3 separate regions of the Sus scrofa genome follow, and regions 1 and 2 are each linked to region 3. A link is a contact called in public Hi-C and promoter capture Hi-C data. All regions are on one chromosome and are shown on one strand. Each heading gives the region's core, a stretch centred on a gene start, on an enhancer-like site or on the middle of the called end of the contact. The rest is flanking DNA. Distances are from core to core; before and after follow the strand shown.

Evidence for each region. Promoter capture Hi-C pulls out the DNA fragments that hold promoters and counts their contacts. Hi-C and Micro-C count contacts between places; a contact is called where the count stands out from the background.
Region 1: a contact with region 3 is called in a Hi-C map of liver, with 7 times the contacts expected there. The contact joins the promoter of MRPS35 here to the promoter of FGFR1OP2 in region 3. A contact is called at or near these places in 1 of 5 promoter capture datasets (liver) and 3 of 47 Hi-C or Micro-C datasets (heart right ventricle, liver and skeletal muscle).
Region 2: a promoter capture Hi-C map of liver shows a contact between it and region 3, with 2.4 times the contacts expected there. The contact joins the promoter of PPFIBP1 here to the promoter of FGFR1OP2 in region 3. A contact is called at or near these places in 1 of 5 promoter capture datasets (liver) and 1 of 47 Hi-C or Micro-C datasets (liver).

The regions. Positions count from the first base shown.
Region 1 is chr5:46,021,511-46,024,849 of Sscrofa11.1, reverse strand. MRPS35 (mitochondrial ribosomal protein S35) reads left to right here and starts at 1,847. Exons shown (of 8, transcript NM_001244927.1): 1 at 1,847-1,990. The coding sequence starts at 1,879.
Region 2 is chr5:46,221,471-46,224,595 of Sscrofa11.1, reverse strand. PPFIBP1 (liprin-beta-1) reads left to right here and starts at 1,702. Exons shown (of 28, transcript XM_021092144.1): 1 at 1,702-1,923.
Region 3 is chr5:46,822,293-46,825,862 of Sscrofa11.1, reverse strand. FGFR1OP2 (FGFR1 oncogene partner 2) reads left to right here and starts at 1,801. Exons shown (of 6, transcript XM_005664032.3): 1 at 1,801-2,117. INTS13 (integrator complex subunit 13) reads right to left here and starts at 1,353. Exons shown (of 17, transcript NM_001243595.1): 1 at 1,164-1,353; 2 at 1-227. The coding sequence starts at 216.

The sequences.
Region 1 (3,339 bases), core at 598-3,097, 800 kb after region 3:
GATTGGTGGGTGGTGAGATAATTAGGAGTCAGCGTCATCAACCTTCCGGTTCCAACTGGTCTGGGTCTACATGCTTGTGGGCAGCATACAGGTGACTTCTTCCACCCACTGGGGGCTTTAGCACCTGCAAAACAGCTCCAAGGACATGGTTCAGAATATTATCTACAGTTCTTGAAGAAAAACTAAATAAAGGTCCTCGACCTTGTCGAATGGCTAAACTATTACTATTGTCTTGCTTGTTTTCCTTTTTCTCTGTATTTTTCCACTTCTTTGATTAAACCGATTCTTTGGCTAAAGTTTTTCTGTAGACAAAAAGGCAGGTAGAGGACATGAGTCGGGATCCACTCTGGGAAGGCTTCACAGGGTTCTGCTTGGTTATATGATCTGTCTATAAGTCAAAGAATGTCCCAAATTCTTTGAATGCCCCAAAGTATTGATGTGTCTATAAGTCAAAGAATGCCCCAAAGATGCCTGCAAACCATCCAAGACTAGAAGAGAGGCACAGGGCTTCCTTCAGAACGTCCAGAAGGAACCATCCCTTGCAAACATCTGGATTTCGGATTTCTGGCTTCTAGAACTGTGAGAGAATAAACTGTTGTTGTTTTTAAGTCACCCAGCTTCTGGTATTTTGTTACAGCAGCTCAAGGAAACAAATACACCTAACAGACCATATTTCTTATTTGGAGCAATAATAGGCTGGTAAGAGGCCAGAAAAGATGAGGATGGCAATTACTTCAAATACTTGTCCTTATCATGCCACACACTGATGCCCATGGCACACAATATTCACAGGTAGAACACTCTGGGACACCTGCACACCTATGCTCTACTTGGTATGCTTACCAAGAGTGAATTTTGTTTGCTCCCAGTTCTTGTTATTACAATTTTGTACTTTGAATATTACACATATCTATCAAAAAAATAGAAGATAATCTTTATTAAGTGGTGTATGTTAATATATCCTAGGGTAGAAAAGAAAAGAGCTCCTTAAAGTATATCCATTATTTTCTAGGTCCTGATGAGTTCTGCCTTTTTGCAATTCTAACCTGATCTACAAACAAACTAACCAAATCATTGACAACAGTTATAACCTGTGCTCACTATATGCCAGTATTGTACCCAGACCTTTGACTGATTAGGACGACACATTCGAAAGATGGTGAAGTCAAGTTTTCAACTCAAGTGCTAGTCTGGCTCAAGAGGTCATCCTTTTAATTATTATCGGATACTGCCTTTCTTCTCAAGGCATAATCACTTGCACTAGCTGAAGACTTCCTTCCACTCAAGAAAGTGCAGAAAAGCAGCAACTGCAAAGTAGCAGGGCCTTAGAACTGATTTCTAGGCCATCTGAGGTTCGCCCTCATCTGGCCTGTATAAGCCACATTTCAGCCATCCCTTATGCTCCTTATTTACAATTGTCTTTGGACTGATAGCTTCCCTGTTTTTTTCGCTTTTTATTTTTTCTTTTTTGGCCGCCTCCTGGCATATGGAGTTCCCTAGTAGGGATCAGATCCAAGCCGCAAGGCGGCTTAAGCTGCAGCTGAGGCAACGCAGAATCCTTAACTCACTGTCCCCGCAGGAGATCGAATTTGCGTCCCAGCGCTCCCAAGATGCCGCTGATCCTTTTGCGCCACAGCGAGAACCTCTACTTCTATTTTTCACCTTTTCGTTTTCTTACTACTGCTTTTTTCTATTTAAGGGCAGTTTCTTGTGTAACTGACTCCTGCTCCCACGGCTGTGATATCGCGGACCCACATGATTACTGTTTCTTGCTCCCGGGGGGGCCGAGCAAGACACGTGAGCCTGCGCAGTAGGGCCTCAGGCCCGCCCGTTGATTCGTTGCGCGCTTGTCCCCTGCCGCTTGCCGTCTGCGCAGACATGGCGGCCACCTCGCTCCCTGCATGGCTGATCCTGAAGTCACGGGCCGGTACCTTTCGTGCCTTTTCTACGGCTATGTCTCCGGCAACACGCTCTCCGAGACCAGCCCTGCGTGAGTGTCTGCCCCGTGGCCTCCGGGCTTTGGCGGCGGTGGGAGGGCGGAATACGGGCCTATGGTGGCTGCCGCGATGGCTGAGCACCCGCCGTCCCCGGGGAAGCCGGTGCGTCCTCTGCCAGCCTGAGTCCCCCTGGTAGTAAAGTCTCTGAAGTGGGTCCGCCCTGTACACGGAGTGTCTCCTGGTTCCTAGCAGCCGGTGTCTGTGGCAGGGTCCTCCCGAGCGCCGCGAGCTTGCTCCCTTCCTCCTGCGCTTTCTAGTGCTCCTGCCCAGGGCCACCCGGTACCGGTCTCTGGTTCTCGGTAATGTTGGTAGGCAGTTTTGAATCACGGATTTTTCTGAAATTTAAGAGAAGCGTACAGGTGTCCTAGAAAAAGTTCTGCTCTGAATTCCATGTAGCCATGCCACCAGATTGGGTGACCTTCATTCAGTAGGCGTTATTGAGGCGACCTGCATTTAAAATAAACTTTAGGGATTCCCTGATACCGTTCTTGCCTTGGAGGAATCTAATGGAAAGCTCTAGTTGTATGTCGATTATAAGTACTATGCAGTGTGATGTACTGTCATAGAAGTGAATATACTGATGGAGTGGGGGGGAGGGCACCAAGGAGGAGCCTCACAAGAATCGGTAAAAGCTCAGTCCAGGGCGAGCCTCCAGACATTCACCAGGTCCTATCCGTGCTACTTTCTATAATATTTCTGATCTTCATACTACTCACTGTCCAGTTTAGCCACCTTCTAACTTCTACAGTAGTTTCTTTGCTGGTCTCTATTTCTGCTCTAACTCTCCTGCATTGAATTCTCAGAACAGCCAGAGTGAAATGTGCAAAAAGCAAACTTGTCACCTCCGTGTTCAGAATCTACAAATGGTTTTATATGCTTGAAGATAAGTGATAAATTCCTTAATTCATCATGGTGGCTCTTCATGGTCTTAACACTTTTTAATTTTTCATTCTTTTATTCATTCTGCAAATAATTAATCTCCTACTGTGTTCTGGATACTGGGATACAGTACGGCACTTCATCTCAGGAAGTTTACATTCTTTGGGGACAAGTCAGATTATAAACAGGTAAACAATGTCAGTACAGTGTGAGGTAGTAATTAGTGCTATGAAGAAAAACAGAGTATTGAGAATGATGGATTGGGCAAGTAGTGGCATAGGGTGAGATAAAATAGTCAAGAAGTAACTCCCTGGGGGATTGACATTTGAGCAGATCGCTGGAATAGCATTATTAGCATAGGGAACTTCAAGTACAAAAGCCCAAAAGTGAGAACAAGCTTAGGGGTGTGACCGAGGAACAGAAAGAAGGCCAGCTGGTCAGAGCTAAGTGAGTGGAAAAATAA
Region 2 (3,125 bases), core at 453-2,952, 600 kb after region 3:
GAATCTGAGAGTAGACCAGTTTGACTGCAGTAGTTTCTCCCAGGAGTGAAGTGGGAGATAAGGTGGGAAAGGTACACAGAGGCCAAGATCAGGGAGTTTTAAATGTCCCACTAGGAATGGCAGAGAAGGGGAGGGGGCCCTGATTTAGAGGGGAAGATGTTGATAGTAAAACCAAACACTGTTTTAGAAAATGCCTTTCAAAGTGGTGCATAGAAAGACTTAGAGTTGGAGGGAAATGGATTCAGAAATACAAGTCAGGAGCTTGGAATTTGTGTAGGTTTGACAAACAGCATCATGGTAAAAGAGCAGGTCTGTGAGCATTATCTGGGTCTTCAGATTTTTTTTTTTTTTTTTTTTTTTTTTAGCATGATAGTGTTGGAGTGAGTGTAGACTGTGGGCAATCACTACTTTAAAGAGAATAAATAGCTTCAGAGTCAAATGAACCTGGGTTTCAACCCCAGTCCTGGGTGTTCTGGAGCAATTTACTTACCTAAGCTTGCTGAGCCTTGGATTCCTTTAGGTTAAAATGAGGCTAATGACACTCACTTTACAGGATGGATGTGAAGATTGAAGTGAGACACAATGGTGGACTCTCTGCCTCCCTTCTACAATTTTTGGCAGGATGGTGAAATGTATGACGTGTCATCCATCAAAAAAACAAACAATAAAATCCAACAGGAAACCAATAATTCATTCATTGTAATTCCAGAAGATGATGGATAATATATCTATATATCATGTAAAGAGGGCCACTTTTCACCATTTAGTCCTGCCTTGCAAGCAGTTATTAGGCAAACTGAAAGACCCATTTCCTGGGAATCTTTCTGTTTTGTTGGCCGGGAGTATTATACTGCCTGATAGCTGTCAGCGTAAACGTTAGTTAATTCTTAATTGATTCCTCAGCCACTGCAATTGGTTCCATTCAACAGTAATTATTCTCCTGTGGCTTGCTGAACTCAATTGTGAGGTTCCCCCACCCCCATCCCCCTTCAATTGTGCATGGAAACAGCAGCCTTAAGATCTTTAAAAAGGTAAATAGTAATTGTTCTTCAGAGGTTCAATTTTATTTGCCTGGAAGCTCGTGTGCTGGGTTTCCATCGCTAAAAGCAAAAGCCGCCGCATGGTGGATAACACCCCCGGTTAACAACCCAGAGCTGGGTCGCGGTTTCTAGGATTCTCCTTCACATCTTCCCGAAGTGCTTTTGAAGTTCTAAATTTCCCGTCTAAGGGAACGCCCAGCCGTCCCAAGATAAAAGGGTTAGCAGAGGGAGCTGGCGTTTTCCTTTATTTGCCTGACTTCAAGCTAGCCATTTTCTGCTCCACGCGCCGCCGGACTCGGACTTGCCCGTGACACAGAGGCGACTGTTTTTCCTTCAAAAGGGGGCTTGGGTGGGTTAGTTTCGTTTCCGACCTGGGAGAGGGTAAATGCGCCAAGAAAAGTTTAAAACGCCACCCGCAAGGATCTTCCTCGTACCATTATTCTCCCTCCCTTAGAGATAGCAGGAAAGGCAGCATTTTTTTTCCATCAACACCCACTTCCAGCCCTTGCCGGGCTCAGCGAGGAATGTGTAAAATTAGTGGGCTCCTCTGACTGACAGCCCGCGGGCCCAATCAGCGCGAGCGGGGGCGCGCCAACGCCCCCCCGGCGTCCTCTCTTTGGCTAATTTCTGCGGGGAGGGAGGCGGGCGGGCGGGCGCGAGGGAGGGGAGGTACCTGGAACTGGGAGTGATGTCAGCTCCCAGCTCGGTGCCTGCCCGGATTCCTGACATGGTGTAGGGCCGAGAGGGTGGGGAAGGCGGGAGCCGGCCGGGAGAGGACTCGGAGTGGCCAGACTGCCGTGGGGGCAGAGGGCCGGCGCTTTGAACTCCGAGCGAAGGTGAACCAGAACTTTTGCAACTCGTGCGGGCGGCTCTCCTCCCCCAGGTAAGGGCGTTTGTCCTCTCTTGGGGACCGGCAAGCAGTGGCACCGTTGTGTGGTTGTAGCTGCTCCTCCTTTTCCCCACTCGATTTCCTTTTCCAGCTCACTCCTCTCTCCCAGCTCACTCCTCTCTCCCAGTGGGAACCCACACTTTTTGCGGGGTGCGGTAGGGCTTAACAACTGGGGCTCTCAACTAGTTTGTATGGGAAAAATACCTCCGGAATTCGACATGTAAAATCTTGACTGTGTCCTTAAACCCCCCACACCCTAGTCTTCTAATAATACTTGAGAACCCCGATCAGAGGAGTGGTGTGTGTGTGTGTGTGTGTGTGTGTGTGTGTGTGTGTGTGTGTGTGTGTGTGTAGGGGTGTTCTTTTAAAATGTCACTAAAAGTTTATGAAATATGGACTCAAACATTATGCTCTTTGAGAGAGGAGAAAAGTTTTGTATTTTTTTGGTTCTCCTGTGGCCTATTATGCGTTGCTTTAAATGAAAGACTGTCATTGTTATGTTTATATATTCTTACATAATAACATAAAAAATCCTTTTCCATAGTCAAGATTTGAGGAATTCATTTGGGGTGTGGGAAATTCATTGAGCCTGTGGGAAAACCGGTCTCTTGGGGGCACACTTCAACGCCAACTCGTTTTCATTCTTACATTTTAGCGGAGAATCCCATGGCTTGCCAACTTTGTGATCTGGAGGGGTTAGGAAGGCTGCCGAGAACCTTTGGATCTGTCTTCTGTGGATTGCTTGAGAGAAAGATGAGGGCTGGTAGTTGTTTTCATGGATCCTTTTTAGAGAAGGGAGTTTTTACAGGGAAATGTGGCAGAAGGCGTGGCATACAAACTCTTAATTATAGGAACATGAATTTTCCAACATGTGGGACCAAAACAAATCCTTCCTTTCAATAAGAAGTGCAGAGAGCAATAGATGAAGAACCTGATTGAGTGTCTAAGTTTGGTATTTAGGGAAAGCAATGGCCTGTCGAGAGCTAAAGGGTATTTTGACAAGTGGAAGTGTAGAATTCTGATTTTTGCTTATTTGTGGTTTCAAACCCTTTCTATTTCTTGCTTGGAGATTTTGTGTGCCCAGGTCCTACAGTTGTTTTCTGGTGAAAAAAATTAACTCCATAAACTGATTCAGGATCCTCACTCATCATCGCTGAAGGCTCTTTCTTTTGGAGAAGGAAAGAGAGTGTCTGCGC
Region 3 (3,570 bases), core at 552-3,051:
GAAAGGAAATATATCATACATTATTCTACAATATTCCATGGAAGATTCTACTGAGCAAGTCCATAATGATTTAGATATGGGGGCCAAAGGGATGATTCCTTGGGTCCTATTCTTCACCAGCATATCAAACTCCACATGCTGTCTGCATGATTCTGCCATGTAAGGGCAGTGATCCACAACAAATACTGTTTTATGGGATTCAGAAAAAATCTTCATTTTGTTTTAACCTGTAAGGGATAAAATACATTAGCCAAACATACATAACATTTACTATCTTAAATTATTTCTAATGAATGTGTCTTTTCCTCAAGAAGATTTGGTAGGGGACATGAACAATCAGTATTCAAAGGAATTTATCCAACAAAGGACAAATTTAATGAGGTCATGACCATAGAGTAACTATCAATTCAAGGGATGAACTACACCATATTAACCTGTCACAGGCAAGATTACAACCCATGTATATATATATTTTTGCTTTTGGAATGAACTTAAATTTGTCAGAAGAAAACATTTCTACAAATAATCGTACTTGTTTCCCTTACATAACACATAATAGCGACAAATACTCTTCAAATACACTTTTGATGATCCTTGTGAGTTGACATCAATCACATAAAAACCTGCAAACCAACCCAGGTCAGCATTTTTGGGCTTCCCTCCAAAAAAAATCTCAAGACTTCTGAAAAAAGGTTTGGAAACTGGAAAGAGGAGTGACAACAAAAGGGAAGCCCCAAACATAAACATTTCCTAGGATAACTGCATTATTAGATTTTCGCATTAGGATAAGGACCTCAAATTCACACTCTCCCCATTAGCTTTAGAAACACCACAGTAATTTATCATGTAGAACAGAAAAACTTATGTGCTATTATCACACTGATGGGAGAAAGAACTTTTAAAACTTTCTTACAAAAACTCCCTTGCTTCGCTAATACAATCTTATACCGAATAGACAATTCACATTCGAAAAGCACATGGTAAACAGAGCAAAAGTGTTCATCAAAACGAACCGATTTTTTACAGCCCGGCCGCTTTCAAACGCATTTCCCCTTCATGCAAAACTCTTCTTTGAGAAACCTAGACACACTCTGCCAGAGGGTGGGGGGTGGAAAGTACAAGGTGAGTGGATAGGGAAGATCTCAGGATCGAGGTTCGCTTACTTTCGTGCCTGGTCTTGCAGTGAAAACGAACAGAGGCTAAGAACCACAGCCTCTCTGGAAAAGGCTGCTGGCTGGGTGGGGAGGGTCAGCGCACAGTCAGGAATGTCTGGTACCAAAGACCGGGGACTAGGTTTTCCCCGCTCATCTCCTAGCACACCGGTCCTTCCCAGGCTTCCTAAATGCAGGAGCGCGCGCGCGCCTGCGCGTGAACACAAACACTCACACACTCGGACTGGCGCGTGCGCAAAGCGCCCTTGACAGCCCCGCCAAGCTGCCCTTCCCCCTCGGTGGGCCAGACACTAAGGTCTCTAACAGGAAGAGGGCGGAGCCAAGGGGAAAAGAATGCCTCCAACCATCAGGATTTTCTATCCGCTAATTTTCCCAGTCACCCATTGGGAAGATTGATCCGGGCGACCTGAGAACCTCCCCACAGCGAAGTACCAACCACAGCACCAGCTAAAGCAGCCACGGTCCCCTAAGCGTAAGGCCCTCCCACCAGGTCTCCCTTCTCAGTCTCTCCAACCCAGGCCGATTTCCCCAAGCAAAATTCGCGAGACTTAGCGAGAGGCCGAGCAAAAGCCAGAATGTGGATCAGTGGGGAGGGACGTATAAGTGCCCCGCCCCTACCTCTTGCGCATGTCAGCTAGAGGCCTCAAGTAAATCGCCGGGTTCTGCCCCCACGGTAACGCGAGGGAGGAAGTCTCGCGAGGTTGAGGCGCTCTGAGAGCGCAGGTCGGAGGCGGTGAGCGGAGGTTTTTACCCTGACCAGTAATGGGACTGATCACCTATGACCCTCCCATCTGCCCCAACACTACCTCTGCTGGGGTCTGCGTCTGCTATTGAAGAAGCTGAACAAGCGAGAGGAGTCTCTTCCCTTGGGTGCATAGGTCCCCGTTGGCAGAGGCTTTGAGTCCTAGTCGCCACAGCTGACGGCTGCGAGGGATTGAGATCAGAGTAAGTGGAATCAGTCCAGGGACCAGAGCGGGTTTAAGAGAGTCGGAAGCTTCCTTCCCCTGACGGTGCTCTTTGCCCCACCTCTTGAACCACCGGCTGCCCGTGCCTGGGCGCGGTAGTTCCTCTCTGTTCTCAGCTCTGAGACCGTCTTTCCGGAGCTGAGGTACGGAAAGTTTGATGGAAACCCTTGGCCCAAATCTTGTGGACACACCTTTCGTCTCTGTTTTCTTCCTGCCTAACCCACCTGGGAGCTCAGCATTTGCGAGGCGGGGTGGGGGTGGTCGGCAGGGATGGAAGAGGCGTCCTTTTCAGTTTTCAGTTTACCCCTTTGCAGAAGATGACTTGGTTAATCATTACTTCTTTCTTGAAACCGCCCTCCAAGAAGTATTGCTCTTTTCCTAGTTCTCTTCCTGGATAATCATACTGCCTTGAAGCTGCCCTCCAAAGAATCCTATCTTTTCCTGGTTTTCTTCCTGCCTTTCTTCTGTATCTCATCTCAAATGATGGTATACCTGTATCCATCCTGCTGTCCAGATTAGGAACCTAAGGCTCATCCTTGGCTTATTTCCACTTTCACTGCACTATGGTATTTCTTCTTTGACCAGAATCATTGCCCACCCCCAACTGATTTCCCTACCGTCATCCTTCCCTGCCATTCTGAAATACAAAATCTGTTTATATCAACCCTTTCTTTACACCTTTTTAGTATCGATATTGCTGACCAAATTGTTAAGTATATCACTTAGGACCTTTTACTGTGTGTCCTAATCCACTTTACCTTTTCCGTCTTTTTTTGCCTCGCCTCCAAATACCTCAGTATCCTGTCATGCCAGACTACTGGCTGTTTCTCCAACGCTTTCACAAGCCTTTGTATATGCTGCATCATCTGCCTTTAATGCTTACTCTTCCTTTTTTTAAAAAGCACCTATCAAGATCCAATTCATAGACTTCTCAGATTCCTCCAGGTGACACTGATAGTACCACCGTGCTCCCAAAGCACTTAAAATAGTCCTTTTGCAGTGTTTTTTAGATTGTGTGAGACATTATTTGTTCAAGTATCTGTCTCTTGTGCCCGTTTGCGCTTGAGCTGGAATCATGTCTTATCTTTCTCTAACAGAAGTTCGTCCAATGCTTGGCACATAGCAGATATTATTTATATATATATGTGTGTGTATGCGTATTTATAATGTAATAGAACCCTGACCTGTTTTGAATATGAGGAACCTTGTTACCCCAACACACAAGGAGTTGTACTTTTAATATCTATTTGTTGAGGTTGTGCATAGTAGCAAAAAACTTCTATGCTTTTAAATGATTTTGTATTTTATTATTACCAGTCTCTGCCTATAAAAAAATAGTGGGATATATATGTATGAGAAATATTTAGACTATAGACCATGCTTGGTGTAAGTATATCCATGTAACTCTTCCAATGAATCCTTGCCCATAGGTT